Regions from separate parts of the Zea mays genome. Here region 2 is linked to region 1. Evidence: chromatin contacts called from public Hi-C data. All regions are on one chromosome and are shown on one strand. The core of a region is the stretch at or near the end of the contact, and the rest is flanking DNA. Distances in the headings are between cores, read along the strand shown. Region 1 holds the start of LOC100280674 (cyclin-A2). Region 2 holds the start of LOC100274516.

Region 1 (3,128 bases), core at 617-3,116:
CCTAGCAACGAACATAACTGAAGCAGCAACTACTGATGGCAAGAATCGGAGACAGCCATAATCCAGTAGACTCAACTCAGCCAGGTAGCTCCCCAAGAATTCCATTAACAAGATGGAGCGCTGCAACAGGGATGCAAAAAAAAACATCAGACATCAATGCACGTTGAAAGAAGAGAGAACAGTTAGAATTGGATACCATAAATAAGAATGGGTTAGCAACCTTCTTGTCTTCATGGGCAGATCTTGTGAACCGCCTGAAATCAGCAAAACAAAAGAGATATGTGGTAGCAGATAACCCATTAGCCAACACTGTCAAATGGAAATAAGCAATTACATGAAATTATGAACTTGTGGGTCAGTGAGCGTGCCACCTCAGGAAGGTCTTAATGGTAGGATTGCCCAACTCGAACTTGAGAAGCTTGAGTATATCGCTCTCCATCTTGAGGAGCTCCTCTTTGGTGTAGGTGTTGTCTGTGATGTAGCAAAAGTCCTCCGGGTGCGGCGGGCTGATCTCCTCATACTTCCTGTGAGCGCCGGACCCAAATCAATCCCCAATTGTGCAATGCCCTAGAATTAGAAGCAAATGACACAATGCGGATGGCAAGTGGCACTTACGCAGCAATGAGCATGGAGGCGACGCCAAGGAGCTGCAGCTTGTCGCGGCCGAGCGCATTGACGGAGAGGAAGCGATCCACATAGGAGATGGCGAGGTACAGGGTGTCGGCGACGAGCTTATACTCCTCGGCGACCTCGACCAGCCAGTCGACGAGGATGCCGCGCATGTGCGCCGTAACGTCCGCCTGCACCGCCTCGATGTAATCGGGTCTGGACCGCCGCTGCGGCTCCACCTGCACCCGCAGCCCCAAATCCGTAGCAAGCCAGCGTCAGATCGGCGCAGATGTCGAATCCGCGGAGATGCCAGGGGTTGGAGAAGAACGGAGCTGAGTACCTCCAGGGAGCGGAGGTAGGTGTAGATGTCGGAGGCGTAGGACCCGCAGAGCTGGGGGTCGGCGGGCGCCCCGGCGGCGGCGGCGCGCGGCGGCGAGGAGGAAGCGCAGGAGTCGGCGTAGGCGGTGGCGCGCGGCGCGGGGTTGGAGACGGAGTTAGACTCGGCGTCGGCGTCGGCGGTGCGCGGCGGGGAGGACGCGCAGCGCTCGGCCTCGTGGGCGGAGGAGGGCCCGCGGGCCTCCGGCGCAACATTCCTCGCGTGCCTCCCGGGCCTGGACGCAGGCTTCGAGGGCTTGACGGGGCAGGACGGCGCGCGGAGGCCGGCGTTGTTGGCGAGCGCCGGGAGCTCCCCGAGCGCCACCCGCCGCCGCTTGGCGTCGCCCGGACCCTCCGCCGCCGCCGCCGCCGCCGCAGCTCGCTTGGCCGCGGCCCGCGTGAGCCGGGGCGCCGCCGCGCCCCGGGCCCCCAAGGGAGGTGCGTTCTCCTTGTCCCCCATCGTCGGCCTCGTCAGCTGCGGGAGAGGGGGAAGCGGAAGCGGAGGCGCGGGGTCCTAGGGTTTCGGCTCAGGTCTATCTAGGCTGGACGGGGAAATGGGGAGCAAATCGAGGCGGTTAAGTAGCGTTGCAGCGGAGGAGAGATGGTGCGCGGTGCGGAGGAGATAGGCCGCCAAAACGCGATTTCAAAATGAGGAGAAGGAGGGGGAAGCGGCGGTTCTCGCTCGGGTCTCCGGCGGGAGAGGCGCCTCTGCCCCCGCTCTGGCTTGATGCGAAATGCGGAGGCGCGGTGGTACGGCGGAGGGCGGAGGGGACCAGTTTTTTTTTCTTTTCCTTCGCGGCCCCTGGGATTAAAATTTTGTGTGTGGTGGGGGGGGGGGGGGGGGGGGGGGGAGGGGACCGAGAGCATCTGACAGCCCTGACGGTGGTCTGTCAATGTGTGCCAGTGTGTGATTAGGCGGGACGGCTAGCGAAAAAATATTTCCGAAAATCCGAGGCGCGGGCCACCACAATGTCCTGCCACTTTGGCCTTTTGGGAGCCCACGTGGCCCAGCGGGCGGTAGGAGCCCGTACGCCTCGCCCGGTCGCCGGCGCACGAGCAGTCCGGCCGAGCACGAACAGGAGCAGAGCAGCTGGCGGAAAAAAATTTGGTGCAGCACTGCTGCAAATCAGAGTGTTTGCAGCTTCTCACAAAAAAGAGGATAGACCCCACCCGCAGCAACAAAAATGTTATCTGGTGGATCTGCAGGTGGGGTCCATCCACCTTTTTGTGAGAGGCTGCAAACCACTCTGGTTTGCAGCAGTGCTGCACCAAATTTTTTTCCCAGCTGGCAACGTTCCCCGTGGGCTCGAGGCTACCTGGCCACCAGCCTGGGCCCTAGCGCCTCCCTGACGAGAGGACCAGTGCTTCGGCCTCGTAATTCTTCATCTATCTAAGATACTTTAGTTGTCTGATCAAGATAGATGTAACAGCAACAATCCAATTAACCTTTAACCCATATTTCTTTTTTCATATTTATTTTTTCCCCAAACACAATAGTAAACTTGTGTAGACACAATTCTCGCTCTCATAAACAGCGTTACACACTCTCGCTGTGCCTCCACAGCACATACTCAATTATTACGTCATAACTCAAACAAATCTCCTTCTTGCATAGCAATTTTCCTACATTTTTTTCATGCCATAAAAATATCCTTAACTACATGCAGGTCATAAGTAAGTCATAAAAGGATCTTCAAAGTTCAATGCTCAAAGTTACATGATCAAACATCAAGCTCGCCGACCACTCCGATGGCTCGGGGCTAGACCACTACCTGCCCCATCGAGTCACTACTTTGACAGCTCGGGGGCTGGGCTGCTGCCCGCCTCACCGGCCTTGCCGAGTCACTACTTTGACAGCTTGGGGCCTAGGCTGTTGCCCGCCTCATCGAGTCACTACTTCGATAGCTCGGGGGCTAGGTTGCTGCCCACCTCGTCGAGTCACTATTTCGATAATTCGGGAGCTAGGTCTTCACCCGCCTCGCCAAGTGATGCGAAGACATCGTTGCTCGGTGGGGATCTCCATCGTGCCCTCATACCCTCACGCCGATAGCTCTACCTATCCTCTTTCTCGCTTGTGCCCTTGCGCTAGACCAACCCCCACATCCCTAGTGAGATAAGGGGATGAGGATAGTGGAGAGGCTTGT
Region 2 (3,106 bases), core at 127-2,626, 890 kb before region 1:
TTGGAAGCCAATGTCATCCTTAATGCCAGAGCGTCTCCCACTATAGAGCATACTTCTAGCAAATTTAAAATTTTCATTTTCTAAGTTATGCTCATTAATTTTAGCACTTAGTTGAGCTATGTGATCATTTTGTTGTTTAATTAAAGCTAGGTGATCATGGATAGCATCAACATTAATGTCTCTACATCTAGTACAAATGGAAACATGGCTAACAGTAGATGTAGAGGGTTTGCAAGCATTTAATTCATCAATCTTAGCATGTAACATGGCATCCTCATTTCTAAGATTGGAAATAGAATCATTGCAAACATTTAAATCCTTAGCCTTAGCAATTAAATTATCATTCTCAATCTTAAGGCTAGAAAGTGATTTATTCAACTTGTCAATTTTAGAAGTCAAACTAGCATTATCTTTTTTGAGGTTGACAAGAGAATCATCACAAACATTTAACTTCTCAACCTTAGCAATTAATTTTGCATTCTCATTTCTAAGGTTGGAGATATTATCATGGCAAATGCTAAGATTGATGAGGTTGTCTGTCGATGGGCGCACCGGACAGTCTGGTGCGCCACCGGACACTGTCCGGTGCGCCAGCCACGTCACCCAACCGTTAGGGTTCTGATGGTTTCGACCTTTGGAGCTCTGACAGATTTGGGCACCGGACAGTCTGGTGCCGCACCGGACAGTCACTGTTCACTGTCCGGTGCGCCTTCTGGTGCTGCTCTGACTCTGCGCGCGCTGTACGCGCACTGTTCACGTTCACTGTTTACTTTTGTAGACGATCGTTGGCGCAATAGACGTTGCTCCGCATGGCACACCGGACAGTCCGTTGCTACACCAGACAGTCTGGTGAATTATAGCGGAGTGGCTCTCCAAAAACCCGAAGCTGAGCAGTTCAGAGTTGATCTCCCTGGCACACCGGACAGTCCGGTGCGCCAGACCAGGGCAGCCTTCGGTTGGTTTTGCTCCTTTCTTTTTGAACCCTAACTTTAACTTTTTATTGGTTTGTGTTGAACCTTTGGCACCTGTAGAACATGTAATCTAGAGCAAACTAGTTAGTCCAATTATTTGTGTTGGTCAATTCAACCACCAAAATCATTTAGGAAAAGGTTTGACCCTATTTCCCTTTCACTTAGCACTAACATTGATTTAGAGATGCCTGACGAGGTTGATAAATGTAGAAATGAAATTGAATTTTGTAGGGAGTTTTGTAAATTTAGAGATCTTATTTACATAACTGTTGAATAAGAGTTTTTCTAGAAAACTTTTTAAATTCATATTTAGAGAGTTGTTTATATAACTATTTGGAGATGCTTTTGCATAAGTTTATTTTTGTAAGTCAATTCTTGGCCCATGGGCCAAGCTCTGCAAACGTTAAAAAAATTAACTCTCTTCTCGGGAGAGCCCAACTAGACTCGCAGTCGCGTCCATGGCGATCTTGGTAGGCCTCGTCGCCGTCCTCTCCGCCCTCTTCGCCGCCGCGCTTCGGCGCCTCCTAATCTCTTGTCGCCACCCCGCATACGCCGCCGGTTTCTTCCACCCGTACACCAACGACGGCGGCGGAGGCGAGCGCGTGCTCTGGTGTGCGGTGCGCGCCGTGCAGGAGCTTTGCCCGGACCTCCCCTGCGCTGTCTACACCGGCGATGCCGATGCGGCGCCCGAGGCCCTCGCCGCACGCGCTCTCGACCGGTTCGGTGTCCGTCTCCTCCGCCCGCCGCAGGTACGGTGCTGCCTGATCAGTCGGGATTGCCTCCTTTGTAAGTAAAGAGAGAAAAAAATGGATCTCGCTGTTTGACGTCGTGCAAAGTTGCATCGGCTAAGTTGAAATGGCTGATGTTAATGCAGCTGATTAGTTGTGCCCTGTGATTTCAGTTGAGCATTGTGCCACTTTGGAAATCCGCTTCATATTAGGGCCTGCTTACTTATACTGACTCTCAATTCTGCATGATATTGCTCCAGAAAATCTGTTATCCAGCGATGGTGGAACACTCGTACTTTTCGCGTGGCTCCCTGTATTCCTTGGCACCTGCTGTTAGCTGTGTTAGGAGTTATGTTCTTGTAGTGGAATTATGCTGTACACTATTCTTGCTTCCTACTTGAACCTTTGGGGCTGTACAAGGTTTTAAAGTCGGCTAGTCGACTCTAGTCGCCTGAGCACCGAGAAGGTGATTAATCGTGATTAGTCGAGCCTAGTCGTCCTATAGTTGTACCAGGACTGCAATAAAGCAATACACTATAGCTGTAGCAGGACAGCAGTAAAACAATATACTATAGCTGTAGCAGAACAACAGACTTTGAAAGTCTGAACTGTGAACTCAGAAGAAGTCTAAACTGATTCACTCTGAAGAAGTCTAATGGAGGAGGTGGAATGGATTAGTGGAGGACGGACGCGCACTGGAGGGTGGACTCCGGTGGGGACCTGAAGCAGAGGCGAGCGTCGCACACTAGAGGGGATCGGCTCTAGCAGAGGCCTCTGCAGCAGCCGCGCACTAGAGCAGAGGGGGCACAACCGGAGCAGAGGGCCGCCGGAGCCGAGGGGGCGCAGCTGCGCGCTGGAGAAGGGACGACGGCTACTGTGGTACAGATAGGGCAACACAAGTTTTCTACTTTCTGCAAAGATGGTGGGCCGGCCCATAGAACAGAGAGCGAATTACTGGCCCAAAACAGATATAAGCTAGTCGGACATAACCCCTAATCGGGCGACTAATCGTGATTAGTCAGTGACTAGGACGACTAATCGCTTCCTAGTCACCCTAGTCGAGTCGAAGCCCCTAATCGTGCTTACTCCGGCGATAAGGCCGACTAATTGTGACTAATCGCGATTAGTCGGACGACTTTAAAACCGTGGGGCTGTATATCATTGCTTCCTGATTCACAACTGGTTGTTGTTATTGCTGGTGTAAATACATTCTATGGTACAAAAAATAGACAATGGTAGCCGGCAGTTCCTGAGATGCGCATGTAAAATTAATGATATAGTCTGAATCCATTGCTGATAAAGTTAGTGAAATTAAATAACAATAATGCCAAATACAGTCTGAAAAAGTTAAACTAAGTCCAGTGTATGTAGGGATGTAATCCAGTATCATTATATTCAGAGTGAGGG

What was found. A called contact is a pair of places that touch in the nucleus more often than the background predicts.
Region 2: a Hi-C map of ear shows a contact between it and region 1, with 2.7 times the contacts expected there. The contact joins the promoter of LOC100274516 here to the promoter of LOC100280674 in region 1. A contact is called at or near these places in 4 of 25 Hi-C or Micro-C datasets (bundle sheath, ear, leaf and 1 more).

What each region holds. Positions count from the first base shown.
Region 1 is chr1:165,416,198-165,419,325 of Zm-B73-REFERENCE-NAM-5.0, reverse strand. LOC100280674 (cyclin-A2) reads right to left here and starts at 1,866. Exons shown (of 7, transcript NM_001408116.1): 1 at 950-1,866; 2 at 616-848; 3 at 372-524; 4 at 197-254; 5 at 1-120. The coding sequence starts at 1,444.
Region 2 is chr1:166,303,422-166,306,527 of Zm-B73-REFERENCE-NAM-5.0, reverse strand. It overlaps LOC100274516, which reads left to right and starts at 1,376. Exons shown (of 7, transcript NM_001148873.2): 1 at 1,376-1,720. The coding sequence starts at 1,430.